2 separate regions of the Sus scrofa genome follow, and region 2 is linked to region 1. Evidence: chromatin contacts called from public Hi-C data. All regions are on one chromosome and are shown on one strand. The core of a region is the stretch at or near the end of the contact, and the rest is flanking DNA. Distances in the headings are between cores, read along the strand shown.

The links. Hi-C and Micro-C count contacts between places; a contact is called where the count stands out from the background.
Region 2: a contact with region 1 is called in a Hi-C map of liver, with 3 times the contacts expected there. The contact joins the promoter of MFSD1 here to the promoter of RARRES1 in region 1. A contact is called at or near these places in 1 of 5 promoter capture datasets (liver), 23 of 47 Hi-C or Micro-C datasets (adipose tissue, alveolar macrophages, blood and 12 more) and 2 of 2 datasets of contacts at active chromatin or transcription factors (alveolar macrophages and skeletal muscle).

The regions. Positions count from the first base shown.
Region 1 is chr13:98,502,744-98,510,472 of Sscrofa11.1, forward strand. It overlaps RARRES1 (retinoic acid receptor responder protein 1), which reads right to left and starts at 3,809. Exons shown (of 6, transcript XM_003358645.3): 1 at 3,110-3,809. The coding sequence starts at 3,388.
Region 2 is chr13:98,589,458-98,597,226 of Sscrofa11.1, forward strand. It overlaps MFSD1 (major facilitator superfamily domain-containing protein 1), which reads left to right and starts at 2,888. Exons shown (of 16, transcript XM_003358650.5): 1 at 2,888-3,169; 2 at 4,809-4,861; 3 at 6,040-6,152; 4 at 7,675-7,717. The coding sequence starts at 2,998.

The sequences.
Region 1 (7,729 bases), core at 2,559-5,058:
CTCTAATAATGCAATGATTGGATAAAGGGGTTTGAGGGTCTATCACTTTCCACCTCTTGCCAATGTTACCGCTGCTCCTGTAATTGAGGCAGAAATTCCTTGCACTGAAGGCTCCGTAGAGGTGGTATTTGTTCTCATTTAAGTGGTTTCAATAAATCAAGGAATTTCACTGAATTCTAGGGAGAAACTGAAACCACTTAGCCTCTAAAGAGCCTTGGCTCTGAAAGTCACTAACTTCTCTTCCTTGGCTCCTTGATTTTAATACATTTATAATAATTTTGGGAGGAAATGTAAAGATAAACCAGATGACCACAGAAGTTTTCCTTTCACAGGGGCAATACCCTGAATTCTTCAATTTATTAACTCCTCTTCCCCCTCATGCACACCTCTCATTTATTGATTATTCCACCCAGCTTTTTTAGGCCAAAACGAGGGTCCCTTTATTTTGTTTTTCTTTTGTTTTTTGCTTTTTAGGGCCCCACCTGTGGCATATGGAGGTTCCCAGGCTAGGGGTCGAATCGGAGCTAGAGCTGCTGGCCTACACTACAGCCACAGCAACACGGGATCTGGAGCCTCATCTGTGACCTACACCACAGCTCACAGCATCGCCCAATACTTAACCCTCTGAGTGAGGCCAGGGATCGAACCCATGACCTCAAGGTTACTATGGGTCCCACTGAGTGAGGCCAGAGATTGAACCCATGACCTCATGGATTCATTTCTGCTGCACCACAACAGGAACTCTGAGGCTCCCTTTAAAATTCAGGAACATTATATTATTACAAATGAAAAGAGTAACTGAATTCTGTGGAAAAGGAAAGGAAAATTTTTAATTCACTTGGATTTTGAGAGCTGATTTATTTTGTGAAAGATGCCAAGTATTTTATTTATTTATTTTTTGTCTTTTTGCTATTTCTTGGGCCGCTCCTGCAGCATATGGAGGTTCCCAGGCTAGGGGGGTCCAATCGGAGCTGCAGCCACCGGCCTACACCAGAGCCACAGCAACGCGGGATCCGAGCCGAATCTGCGACCTACACTACAGCTCACGGCAATGCCGGATCGTTAACCCACTGAGCAAGGGCAGGGACCGAACCCGCAACCTCATGGTTCCTAGTCGGATTCGTTAAACCACTGCGCCATGACAGGAATTCCGGTTTTATTTTTTTAATAAGGGGTGACTAAATGCATGAAAATGGAAAATATTTTATTATTTTTTTCATGGTCTCGGAAGAAAAAAATATCCCTGGGATTTGAAAACTGGGTGGGTGCGCCTTAGAAATGTGAGCTTGGTTTTCTGTAGGGATTCTGTCCCACTGATAACCAGGGAGCAAATCTTCAGGGGGGGCCTCTTCGGGCTCTAGGAAGTGGCAACTCTCCAAGTTCTCAAGCTCTGTTCCCTCATTTCTCTGTTGTGCTGGTAAAGTGAACTTTTTCCTCCCTAAGACGGCAAGGTTTGTTGGTTTGCTCCAACGGGTGACAAGAGCAGATTGCCTTTTTTTTTTTTTTTTTTTGGATCTTTTTAGGGCCGCACCCACAGAACATAGAGGTTCCCAGGCTAGGGGGTCCAATTGGAGCTACAGATACCGGCCTATACCACAGCCACAGCAAGACAGGATCTGGAGCCTCATCTGCGACCTACACCACAGCTCACAGCAACGCCGGATCCTTAACCCTCTGATCAAGGCCAGGATTGAACTTGCCTTCTCAGAGATGCTAGTCAGATTCATTTCCACTGAGCCACGACGGGAACTCCAGATTGCCTTTTTCTAAGAACACTTTTATTTCATCATTAAATAAATTTAGCCATCCTGGGGGCAGATTAAGTCTTTGAAGAACCAAGGCTGAGCTTTCAAAAGGCGTTCCCCTTCCAGGTCTAGAACCATCTTAAAAATCCTACTGCCACTCTTTAAAACGTTACCTATTTACACCCTTTACTAAACTCTAGACTCTTTAAGTCTGGTTCTGCAGGCTTTGTGCAATACTGGGTGATTACGGGGAAGAGCATCACTACTCTTGGAAGAGGCTTAGTGTAGTTCTGTGACTTTTCTTTTGCTTTTTAGGGCCACACCCACGGCATGGCATATGGAAGTTCCCAGGCTAGGAGTCGAATCCCAGCTGCAGCTGCTGGCCTACACCACAGCCACAGCAATGCCAGATCCAAGCCATGTCTGTGACCTACACCACAGCTCACTGGCAATACCAGATCCTTAACCCACTCCCACTGAGTGAGGTCAGGGATCAAACCCACATCCTCATGGATACTAGTCAGATTCATTTCCTACTGTGCCACGATGAGAACTCTTCAAAAACAAACAACTACACAACAGCATATGGAAGTTACTGGGGCAGGGTTTGAATTTAAGCCGCAGCTGCCACCAGAGCCCCTTAAGTCAGGTTCTTTCATTTGATGAAGAAAGCAGTGGAGCTGCTTAGACACGAAATGATACCTACAACCAGTGCCTTAAAATTAGCTACCAAACAATGTGCTGCAAAGTTCTCATTCATTTCATTACATAGAAAACAGCCCTGGTTCACTCACTCCCATTAGATTAAAGCAGGCGCCAGGATTCCCAAGGTTCCTGCCCAGGCAGAGACTTAAATTCCAACATTATCCTGAAACCCATTGCATGATGGTCTGCAATTAACAAGGGAACATCGGCCTAGCCTGCCTGAGAACTAGCTTAGATTTTGGAAATCCCACCCAGGACTAAAGCTCAAACCACTAGAAGGTCTCGGCTCTGGGACCACCCCATAGCAACCAATTCTGGGAGTCCCAGGAGAGATCAAGCCTTGCCTTTTGGGCCCGTTCCTCAGTTTCCCCATACACCTCTTTCACAAACTGCCTTATGAAAAACCTTTATGGTCTTGTAAATGCCAGAATGAGCGAGCCAGTTTTCCATGGACTCTGCGCACCAACGGGCCCCTTCATGCCCGAGACAGTTCCGGACGTCGATGCACGAGCCAGGATTTCCCCGGACGTCTGCGCATCACAGCTTCCCTGGCCTTTCCGCTATTGGGAGCATAGGCGCGCGCACACGAATCACCTACCACGCGGCTCGCGCACAATCCCCCCGCGCCCTCCCGCCCGCAGTGTTGCTCCTGCACTCACCCAGGCACTGCCCTCCTGCACCTCAGCCAGCACTCGAAGGGCGCTGGGCGAACCCGCTCGGAAGTTGAAGAAGTGCAGAGCTGCGCGCGCCGCCTGGGACAGAAGTCCTTGCGGGAGCTCCGCGTCCTGGCGCCACTCGGAGTCCTCGGGTGTCCGGGACCCCGCGGGCGCCGCCGCGGCCGCCTGAAGGGCGAGCAGCAGCAGAAGCGCTAGCAGCCGGGTGGCAGGGGGCCGGTTCCCCGGCCGGGGAGCGAAAAGCGATGGTCGGCTGGGCTGCATGGTCGTGAGCTGGCGCGGCGCTCGACGGGCCCCGACTCCTGGCGGGCGGCGCCAGTGTTCTGGGAATTAAGTACGCCCGGGCCCCTCCCTCCGCCCCCTGGGTGGCCAGCTGGAGGGAATCTGGGTCCTGGCTCGATGGCGCCCTGTCGCCGCTTCCACAGCCCCTGGGCCCCTCCGACCCGCCCAACTCCCCCGGGCTCGGCGTCTCTGCCGCGCGGCTAGGCTAGGCGAGGTGCCGCGCGGTGGGGCGGTGGGGGGGGGGGGGAGAGACAAAGGGGGGCGTGGAGACTTCTCCTGCTAGGGTACAGGGCCTGGCGGGCGCGGCCTAGTGCGGGATCGCCAGCTCAGCTCTGGATCCGGCTTCTTAGCGGATGCTGTGATTTCAAAGCCCTTAGGGTTTCAGAGCTGTAACTGGAAGCTGTGATTGGAGCTGTGATTTCTCAGAAGATGAAATTGGGAACAGGTGGAGAAGGGGGCAGGACGCAGCCGGCATTACTGGGGGTCTTCATAGCAAGCACAATGACCTTGGAAATGGGAAAGTCGCTAGAGAACTGGGACTAGAGAGGAGGCTGCTATGGTCAGCAGGGAAGTCAGATAAGGACCCAGAGGCCCCACTGGACTTAGAAACAGGTCACTAATAAACCTGGTGAGGCACAAATGGGCGTGCAACCCAGATACCACTGAAGTGAGGTATGAATGGGGCTGTCAGGTAGTGGAGGGAGGGAGCGAGGACTGACAACTCTTTTTAGACACGTGGCAGTGAAGGGATGAGATGGCCACTGTTCTTAAGCCACAGACCAGAGAGAAAGCCCAGAGAACAAGGCATTAGAGGCACTCCCAGGAACCATTGTTCCCGCACCTCCTTACTTTGTTCAGGGGTCCACTCCCCATCACCTGCTGACTCCAGCCCCACTGTGGAGGTAAATGTTGGATGTGTCACATGCTGTGGAGAAAAATTAAGCATGAAAGGGGATGAGGAGTTGGTTATAGGTTTAAATAATGTGGTCGAGGCAGGCCTCGCTGGGATAGTGAATTTAAATAAATACCTGAAGAAGATGAGGGAGCCAGATGGATGTGTTTGAGAAGAGCATACACTGTAGATAGAGGGAATAACAAGTGCAAGGGCCCAGAATCAGGAGTCCACCAGCATGTTTGAAGAAGAGCAAGCAGGTGCAGCTGGAGGAGTATCAGGATGAGAAGTTCCGGGGAACGGTGGGGGGAGGGGCAGAGCATGCAGGACTTGGTAGCTCCTTATTGTGAGCTTGTGGAAGTGTGCCCCTATCTTGCTAATAGCTTGAGGATGAAGCCCATTTGAAGAATGGCTGAGCAGAGAGAGGGGAGGAGCCTGAATTCCTGAAGACATTGTTGAGCACCCATATCAGCTGATCCTGGAACTCATTTCTTATTCTGTTCTTGAATGAGGTTCTGTTTCTTGCTTCAGAGGTAGGCTAACACAAATAATTATCTTTCCAGAACCCAGCTATCTTCCCCTCCAAGGGGTTATAGTAGTAGGTTTCTTGAGAAATTATCAACTCCAGGTCTTATAAAAACTAAGTTTTCCTTATTTCAGTGCTTCACCCTCAGTGGGTGTTGGGCTGTTTTCACCTGCCAGTAACAGGAAAAACAAAATGGACTAATCACTGGTGTGGAGTGGGAGGTCTCAGGGATGATTTAAAGAATTCAGGCTCTCTCCATCCTTCTGCACAGCTCTCCTCAGCTGTTTGCCCCCCCCCCCCCCCGGAAGGCTGACCCATAGCTCCATGATTACAGAATGGCTGTCACAGTTCCAGACACTTCATTGTTACACGCCACAAGCAAAGGCAGGTAGCAGGGAGTAGGTTGCCAGGGCGGCAAGAGAGCTTTACATCATGCATCTGTTTTGATTTTAGTTTTTCATCAGAGAAGAAAGCTTTTTTCCAGGCCCTCTTCCCCGCACCTGACCTTCCCTTACATCTCATTGGCCAGAACTGGGTCACATTAGCAAACTCTAGCTGCAAGGGAGGCTGGGAAAGCAAGCATCTGCCTTTTTTCAGCCTCTGTTGTGGTGGTCTAGTCTAGTAAGATTTAAGCTTGCCTACACAGAACAAAAAATAAATAAACAATATTGACTTTTTTTTTTCTTTTTAGGCCACACCTGTGGCATATGGAAGTTCCCAGGCTAGGGGTTTAATTGAAGCTACAGCTGTCAGCCTACACCAGAGCCACAGCAATGCCAGATCTGAGTCACAACTGCAACCTACACCACAGCTCACGGCAACACCAGATCCTTAACCCACTGAGCAAGGCCAGGGATTGAACCCTCAACCTCAGGTTCCTAGTCGGATTCGTTTCTGCTGCACCACGATGGGCACTCCAACGTTGACTTAAATAAGAAACTTATCCATCACATAAGTTTGGGGTAGGGGGTTGTACAAAATCCATTGTTGGTTTTGGCAGGTCTATGAAGTTGTTAAGGGTCCCAGGCTTTTTCCAGACCTTTGTTCCCACATCTGAGGGTGCGCCCCTACCCTCAGAGTCCAAGATGAGCTCTAGCCATCAGCAAGAGCTCCCTTTTATGGGCTTCTGAGAAGTCCTACAGGGAACTTCTGCTTCTATCTCACTGACAAGAACTTAGTTGAAAGGAGGCTGGGATATGCAGTCTTTTTTCAAAATTTTGTTTTACAGAGTGTCCCAGAAATAGGCCCTAAGACAAAAGGTTATGTGAGAGTGTCTTATAAAGGAAAAGCTCCCAGGGGAAACCAGTGAAGACCTAGAAAATTGGTAGCAAGGAAGGATCTTAAACAAAGTTACAGGAAAGGTAATTTCACCTGGTACGCAGAGAAGCTCTGGAATGTAAACTGCTTCCTGGCAGGGGATGTGGGCTCCCATCCTCCTATGCCTATGAGTTATTGGCTAAGGGCCACACTGGTTAACATCCAGGCCCTACTCTATGGGTACAGAGGGGCAGAGACACCGGATAGCCCTCCTGAGAGGTGTCAGAGGTACCTTAGGTTGGAAGCAAAAGCACACTTAGATGTAGGGGCAAAATCTAGGAAAGGGATCCCAGGGATCTGAGCAGATCCCTAACAGGGTCCTGGCAGAGAGAGTAGACAGTGACAGGTAAGCAGGGATCTATCACTGGGGCCATGAGGGGGAGGGTGGGAATGGCCAATGGCAGCCTTAGCTCTTGTAAGACAGTGAGAATCATAGAAAGTCATACACAGGAGGGAAGACACACAGAAATGGTCAGGAACAAGAGCAGCTGTGTGAGCACAGGGCCTCTTCTGAGGTCAGCTATTTTTAAGAGTGATAATAACTACACACCAGGCAGACAGATGTTGATCAGGAACACACATTTTTAAAAGTTTTTAATTACAGCATTCATTTTATTAATGGATTTGCTGGAACACAGGAGATTATTTCCTTCTTTGAGAACTATTTGTCCTTTGTCCATCTATGGGATTGTTGGATTTCTGACTGATTTGTAGTTCTTTAACTACTAAGGAAATCAGGCCAAGATCTGTCATAAGTATCACTAATTTTTTTCTCAGTTCCTACCCTGTGTGTGTGTGTGAATTGTTCCTCCTTGTCAAATACCATGTGTGTGGGTGATATTGTTAGCTATAGACCATGTTCGCCAAAGGACCTGTCCTCTTGTGTCACAAATACCATCTCCTGTTTGGTCTTTCCTCCTTGGCCTTGCTGGAGGACTACCCTATAGGCAGGGAGGAAAGTCACAGCCAGCAGGATCTGGTTCCCAGATGTATCGCCAACTAGTGTCCCATGTCCTATGTGTGTCCTAGTTCCTTAGTCATTGCTCTGGTTATTGTGAGCGAATTTTTTTTTTTTTTTGGCCTCGCCCAGGGCATGCAAAAGTCCAAGATTGAACCTGTGCCACAGCAGTGACAACACCAAATCCTTAACCCGCTGAGCCACAAGGGAATTCCTATGAGTATTTTTATATAGAGAACTTGGTTTTATACTATTAAGGATATAATAATATAAAAATTAGTCACTTTAAATTGTATGATAGGATTCAGTACATAGTGACAGGAAATTGATACATCTTCTTGGACTATCTGCAATATCTATCAAAATTAGCAATGCATAAACCTTTGGACCCAGCAATTCTATCTCTAGAGTTTATAGAAATTATAAATTCACACATGTACCCAAAGATGTATGAGTGTTCCTCTCAGCATGTGGACTGTAAATGCCTCAAATATCTCATTTTCAGCTGTCTCTAGAACAGTGCCTAGCACACCACAGGCATCAATACAAATTTTAGGAAAGAATGAGGAGTTCCCTTTGCAGCTCAGTGGTTAATGAACCTGACTAGGATCCGTGAGGATGCAGGTTCCA
Region 2 (7,769 bases), core at 1,638-4,137, 86 kb after region 1:
ATTAAAAAACAGCAAAAAAAATGTAAAGGTCAGTTGCAGTTGTGTGGATGATACTTGTCTTTTAAATATAGTGGTAGTGGAGGTCATGAATAGATTCAGGATATGTTTTGGAAGAAAGCTGACAAGACAACTACAATGACGGAGCAGTTATGGGTGATGAGGTAAGGAAGCCATCAGGATGACTCCTGGGTTTGTGGCTAACAACTGGCAAAGAGATGTGCTATTTACTTTGCTGGGGAGCAATCAGGAAGGAACAAGTATGACATGTGTGAGAGAACTCAAGGATTCTGTTTTGGATATGTAAGATTTGAGATGCCTATTAGTTATCCACGTAGAGATGTCATATAGGCAGTTGGAATAGGAGTCTGAAATGCAGATTATTTTGGAGGCATCAGCATGTAAATCAGCACCGATAAACAGAAATATAATGTAAGCCATATACATAATTTAAAATTTTGTACCAGCCATGTTAAAAAGTAAAAGCAGGTGAAATTCATTTTATTCTATTTGACCCAATATATGTAAATCCTATCATTTTAACACGTAATCAGTATAAAAATTAAAAAAAGATTTTATATTCTTTTCATACTAAGTTTGAAATCTGGTGTATATTTTACACTTACAGTTCATTTAATTACAACCAGCAACATTTCAAGTATCAGCTTGTCATACATGGTGTTGGCTACCTATTGTACAGAACAGAGATGATGTTTAAAGCTATGGAACTGGGTAAGTGGCAGAGAGCCCAAGACTGGACTTTGGAGCACTTGAACATTTAAGAGTTTAGGTAGAAGAGGAGGAGCTAGAAGGAGCTGACAAATGAGACAGAAAATGAGAGCCCAGTAAACTAGGAGAAAAACAAGGCAAGTGTAGTGTCAAGGAGGTAATTAAGGAGAGGGCTGTCAACTATTATCAGCTGACGCTGAAGAGTGGCATAAGATGAGGACAGAGAAGTGACCACTAACTGGGAAGATGGAGTTGTTAGCCATCTTGGTAAGACAGTTTCATTAGACAGGGGGCTTCTCCTTTGGGGTTGGGTGAGAAAGGGAGGTGGAAAGTGGAGTCATTTGTGGAGACATCTCAAAGGCAAAACGTTGTAAACTGATCTATCTTCTCTGGCATCCCCCGCCCCACCCCACCGTTTCCTATATTCTGATCTCTATTGGGAGCCCACGCTAGAAATCTGGGAAATATTCTCAATTCCTTCCTCTCAGACCTCATAAACTATTTGCCCAAATTCATCCCCATTTCACTTCCAAAATACTTCTCCTTTGCTTCATCCCTATTTCCCCAGTTATAGGACCTTGCCATTTCTAATCTTCATAGTACCTAATAATCTTAATGATTATTCAACCTCTAGCTTTGTCACCCTCAAAGTTCTGCTGGCAAGCCTGGCACCACCACCCCCTTCTTGAAAGTTGAGGAGGGTGTCAGGTTGTGTTGCCAGATGTAATTTGTTTTTTTTTTGTTTTTTTTTTTAACTTTTTAAAAATTACTCAGATGAATTTATCACATCTGTAGTTGTATAATGATCATAACAATCTGATTTCACAGGATTTCCACCCCACAGCCCAAGCACATCTCCCCACCCCTCAAACTGTCTCCTCCGGAGACCATAAGTCTTTCAATGTCTGTGAGTCAGCATCTGTTCTGCAAAGAAATTCAGTCTGTCCTTTTTTCAGATTCCACATGTCAGTGAAAGCATTTGATGTTGGTATCTCATTGTATGGCTGACTTCACTTAGCATGATAGTTTCTAGGTCCATCCATGTCGCTAAAAATGCTGTATTTCATTCTTTTTAATGGCTGAATGATAGCCAGATGTAATTTGTAAAAACATAGGTTTTGGAGTTCCCAAACTGTGGTACAATGGGTTAAAAATTCGACTGCAGCCGCTTGAGTCACTGTGGAGGCGCTGGTTTGATCCTTCGCTTGGTGCAGTGGGTTAAGGATTCCACTCTACTACAGCTGTGGCTCGGATTCAATCCTGGCCCGGGAACTTCCATATGTTATAGGTGCAGCCCTAAATAAAAACACAGGTCTTGCATTCTTGATCCTCTACACAAAATCCTTGCATGTCTCCTTACGGAACAGGTTTAGTTTTTCCTACTGAGTTCTTCTTTCATTCGCAGATCAATGGTCTCTCTCCTCTCCCCCACCTCCCCTCACACACACACACACGGTTCTGTTTCAGGCTTGCATCATTATTATCCCTCCTAATCCCCACCCTCATAACCAACTCCCTCATATAGGCGTCATGACTGACCCATTCGTACTAATTCTAGCTTAGGTATGAATTTAAAGGACCTTCAGCACGCCACCACTTTCCCCCAAAGTTTGTTAAACTGTACTTACTCTCTTCCCAAACGCCTTTCCCAGGCATTCCTACGAAATTCACTACTTATTTCAACCGCTGTTCTCACTTAGACTCGTCTATTCACCATACTATTCTTTAAAGGATCAGTTTCTGTCGACCTCCCCAAGTAAACCACGAACTTTCTGAGGTCTGAGAGCTTGTCACATTCCAGTTTGTATTCCCAGTACCTGGCATGTGAGTGGACACAACATAAGACTCTCAATGAACTGTGTGGAATTAAGAGCAGCCAAAAAGGCTGCGGAAAGCAACGCTGCGAGGAGAAGGGCGGTGCGCTTCTTCGCGTCAGGCTGAGCGGAGGCCGGCACTCTCTACCCGCGCAGCGGCAGGGGATGGACAGCAGGAGCAGGCAGGAAACGAGCACAGTTCCATTTTGGGCAGCGGAAAGCTGCGGCTGGCGCCTAAGACAGTACCGGGAGAAATTAAACGTAGCTCCTCCCCTCTCTCCTCGCTAGGCCTGCCCACCACGTGATCTTGCCTGCTCACGTGAGCGCGGCCTTGCGTGACCTGCCCCGGCATCACGTGAGCAACCGTGGTCACGTGAGCACGGTTTTTGCTGGGCTCCAGCAGCAGCTTCTTCCCGGAGTTGCTGTCACTGTCTTCTCCTGATCTCCCGCCGGCCGGATGGAGGAGGAAGATGAAGAAGCGAGGGCGCTGCTGCCAAGCAGCCCCGTCAAGGCCGGCAGAGGTGCCTCCAACACTCCCGACGCTCCCAGGGCGCTGTCCGCCCTCTGCGACCCCAGTCACCTGGCGCACCGGCTTTTGGTGCTGTTGCTGATGTGCTTCCTTGGCTTCGGTGAGCCGGCCGGCCTGGTGGGGTGTTGCTGCTAATCAGGAAATTACCGACTTTCTTTCGGAGAGTCGTTCTTGGCTGCCACGAGGCCTCAGCGCAGCTTCTAGTTTCTGTTTCTGGGCTTTCCTTCTTTTCCCTTCTCCACCCCATCAAAGCCTTGTAGACGTTGCTAGCTATTCGGCATTTCGAAGATAGGAGTAAGGGCACTGAGCTGCGCGAGTTTTGTGCCACTCCTTTCCTCTCCAAGAAGTCTCGAAGGCTAGCAACTTGCCGCCTGGGACCCTAGATATGAAGGAATCCCGGGATCATCAAGGTTGCTCTAATGACAGTTCCATTCAGAAGGAATTCAGAAAGATTTAACTGTCCCTTTCCCCGTTGCCCTTCCCCAACGCCCCTCTGCCCAATTTAAAATTTTTGATTGACCAACTCGTTGGCAGTCTTACGTGTTTCTCATCCTCTTTGGGAAAACGTATGAGTGTGTCTTGTTGATAGCTTCAATGAGTGGATGTGTTCTCGTTCTCTTCCGCTATGCCAATGTGAAGCAATCATACTGGATTGGACTTGTGGTAGGCTTGACGGTGTTTGGTTTCATTTACGAAATCTGGTGACTCTGAAGGAAATTTCTTGAGCTAATTTTAAAAATTATCTGCCTGTGTTCCAGCTACTAATTTTTTTCAGCAACATTCTAATGTCAATATAAGTTTGATAGGAAGGTAATAATGTGTTTCTCAAGGGGCTTGCGGGAATGGGTATCATCAACAAGTTCAGAAACATTATATTGGGTAACTTTATGCTACTGCTGAGGATATGTATGTTGGCATGGAGGTTGCTTTGAGCCTTAGTTCCTTTGCATCTCTTTTTGTTCCCCCTCTTTCTTTGTGGAAAGAAAGAGCTGCAGCTCTGATTCAACCCCTATCCTGGGAATCACCATACGCTGCAGGTGTGATCCTAAAAAGCAAAAAAAAAAAAAAAAAAAGTCAATTTTATTTCTGTAAAAATAATTCTGAGTGCACGAATGTCCAAATCTCTCCACCTCTCTCTTTCTTATCCTCTCAAAGACATTATGTTTTAATTTAATCTTTTGGAATGCTTTTGTTTTTCTTCATTACTGGCACTGTATTTGCTAAATTATTTGTCTAAAGCATTTTGTTTGTAGATTTAAAATTCTTGTTTCAAAAACAGGTTTAGTCAGAGTAAACTTCTTTCCCCTGCTCTCAAGATAAATAGTAGCTTTAGGTAACATACTAGGAAACTTCTGAGGATGTTTTTAAAATTTTTAGTGTGTGCGTTGGTAGCTTTAAGGAAAATACGGCTTTTACAAGGATGTGAATAAAACAGTAGACATGAAGCATGATAAAAGTAAAGTAGAAGAACAAATAGTTGTAGATTAACTTCTTAATGCAGGTTCCCAGTACTTGCTATGTAGTCACACTAATATTTTGTAAATAACTTGGTGTGTTTTCTTTGCATATTTGCCTGCAACTTAGAAATTATTGGTGGACAAGGACGTGGTCCAGAAATGTTTCCAGTGTCGAGCCCCTAGTATAAACGTTTAAAATCACAATTTGAGTAGCAATTGCAACTTGACACTTTTATATGGGAAGTATTGTTACTTAAAAATATTTGCTTTTCCTTTTTCTAGGCAGCTATTTTTGCTATGATAATCCTGCTGCCCTTCAGACTCAGGTTAAACGGGTAAGTTGGTTTTTCACCACTGCTTTTTTTGTTGGCTCTGGAGCAGATGTTCTGTTGAGGCATCATCAGTTCTAAGATTTCCCAGTCTGAAGTATTGTCCAGTGAATCCATTTTCATCAAACCTGTGTATGGCAAGCAGTATTCTTGAAATGAGTGGCCACAAAGAATTCATTTATAACACTTGCAGCTTGATATTGTTTCACAGTTTAAATAAATAATTGCAGTTTCTTGCAGTGGTGCCAAGAAGTATTATTAGATTTTTGTTTGCATTTCTGTGTCCCATTGTGTAAACATCTGAATGACACATGATTTGGTAGGATGGATTTTTGCTTTTGTAAGTGTGTCTTTTGTGGTTATTTTATTTTTAAAATGTGGATACTGATCCCAGAGGATTGTCCATGCCAGTATTTTTAGTCTGGTTTTGTAAAAATATATTTGATATTTACAGTTTTTTATGTATTTTGGTAGTTTTTTTTTTCCTTTGAAAGTTTTTTTTTTTTAACCCTTTGAACAGGGAGAAATGTATAGATTGACTCTTCACATTCTGGAATGAAAGGGAAAGAAGGTAGGAATTAGTGGAGGAAGGCAAGGGATAGTTAGGCTGAGATAATCCCTTTCTATTTGGGAATAAGAATGTAGAAGATACAGGCAGATGCAGATTGTAGTGGGAGAGCTGATTGATTCTAAACTCCATGAAGCCTCTGAAGTAGCGGTGGACTCAAGAAGTTCCCACGTGTCATCATTTTTCTGGGGCACATGCTACAACTGTCATGGGAGTCTCAAAGCAGTTAGTGACTACAAATGATTAAGAAATGCCTCTTAGAGTTCCCGCTGTGGAGCAGTGGATTAAGAATCCAACTGCAGTGGCTCCAGTTGCTGTGGAGGCGTGGCTTGAATCCCTGGACTCTTGCAGTGGGTTAAAGGATCCGGTGTCACAGCTGTGGCTCGGATTCAGTCTCTAGCCAGGGAACTTCCATATGCTAGGGGTGGGGGTACAGTCAAAAAAAAAAAAAAAAAAAAAAAAAAAAAAAAAAGAAAGAAAGAAAGAAAAAAAGAAAAATGAGGAAAAAAAGGAGAAAAAACAAAAACATCTGCCTTATCAGAAAGAATGTTTTGAGTTGTTAGTTGTTAAACTTAACTGTTTGGGAAAAAAACGGTTTTGTTTTCTTTCCATGTAGGATATGCAGGTGAATACCACAAAATTCATGCTGCTGTATGCCTGGTATTCTTGGCCCAATGTAATTTTGTGTTTCTTTGGTGGCTTTTTGACAGACCGAGTGTTTGGAATACGGTAAGCTTGGAAAAAAATTTCACTTATGGGTAAAATGTGATTGTTAAGAAAACAGAACTAGATTAAGTATTTCTAGAAAGAACTGAATAAACTTGTGTATTGAATGTGATAATCTGCATTAGCTTTGTGTGTGTGTGTGTGATTTTTATATTTTTGGAATTGGTTTTTGAACCTTGGTTGGTATTTCAGTTAAGGTAAATGCTGCTCATGGGATATCGTAACTCAGTTGTCTAAACTTGGAATGCCCTCACTTGGAATCAGCAAACCAGGGTCTGAATCTCATTGCTGCCACTTGCTCAACTTCTTATCTCTTCTGAGCTGTTCCTAGCTTCCTGAGCTTCAGTTTCCCCATTGATAAAATATGGATAATAATTCCTGCCTTGGAAGGTGGTTATAAGGATTGAGCGAGATGGATGCACAGTATTTGGCACATATGCAGTATTTGCCTCACCCTGTCCCAGGAAGATTTTCCCTTTTGCGTTTCTTTAGGCATCAAACTTCTTGTGACCACTCCTATTAGATGCTGAGGAAGGCATAATATTATAAACAAACATTTGTCACTTTCATCCTAATGATCAATTGTGGGTATGTGTCATGAGTAGAGACTTTAGGAGAGATGTAGAGTGGGAATACTTTGGAAGGTGGAGGATAAGATGATGATGGGTTTTCTAACCATATCTAGTGGAAAAGAAAGAAACTATAATTAAGTATTTAAACTTGGGGACTAACTTTTAAACTTTGAAGACTGTATAAAGTATGAGTTAAATTTAATTTGCTTGGTTTAAAGGCATAGAATTACTTTGAACTTTAGGGAAACAGATTCCACTTAGTATAATGAAGACCTTGTTTGATCAGTGTGACAGGAGGGGCCATAAGTTGCCTTGGAACCACAGTAAGTTTTCCAGTGCTATAAAACAATCATTAGACTATAGTATGACCATTTCACACATTGGAGGGATTTGAGTTTTAAAAAGATGGTTTACTCATATGATACCTGAGGACTCACCTAATACCGGCATTTTGTTGCTCTGGGGAAAAAATAATGATCTATTCAGAGGGCAAAATGTTAGAGTAAGCAAATTGGTAGTATATTAGCGTGGCTGCTGTTTTTCCTTTTAAAAATAGTTTTTAGTTATTAAGAATTATAGCCACTTAAAATTACTTAATCTAGAATTTCTTGGAATCCATCCTAAACCCAATAAAAATTTTATAACAGACACCCATTTTTAAATGGGAACCCTGCGAACTTCTTGAAGATTATTCAGTAAGTTTAGTTTAAGAGATAATAATGGCTTAAACAAACACATGTCATCAATAAAGCCTCTGGAATCTCCTTAGAAGTCAAGAATTCTGTGATTAGCATTCAGCCTAGGAAATCTGCTGACTTCAGAGGCTGACCAGCACCTCATTTTTACTTCTGTGGAGGGAATGTAGAGAGGGTCAGAAAAACCCAAAGTGAATTATTACTGAAGGACTTGGTGATACACTTTTAATTCATTCTCTCTTTCTTTTTCTGTATCAGGTGGGGCACCATTATTTTTAGTTGCTTTGTTTGCATTGGACAGGTAAGAAAAGCCAAAGCATATTCATTGTGACAGTGGCTTGAATTCTTGTCTA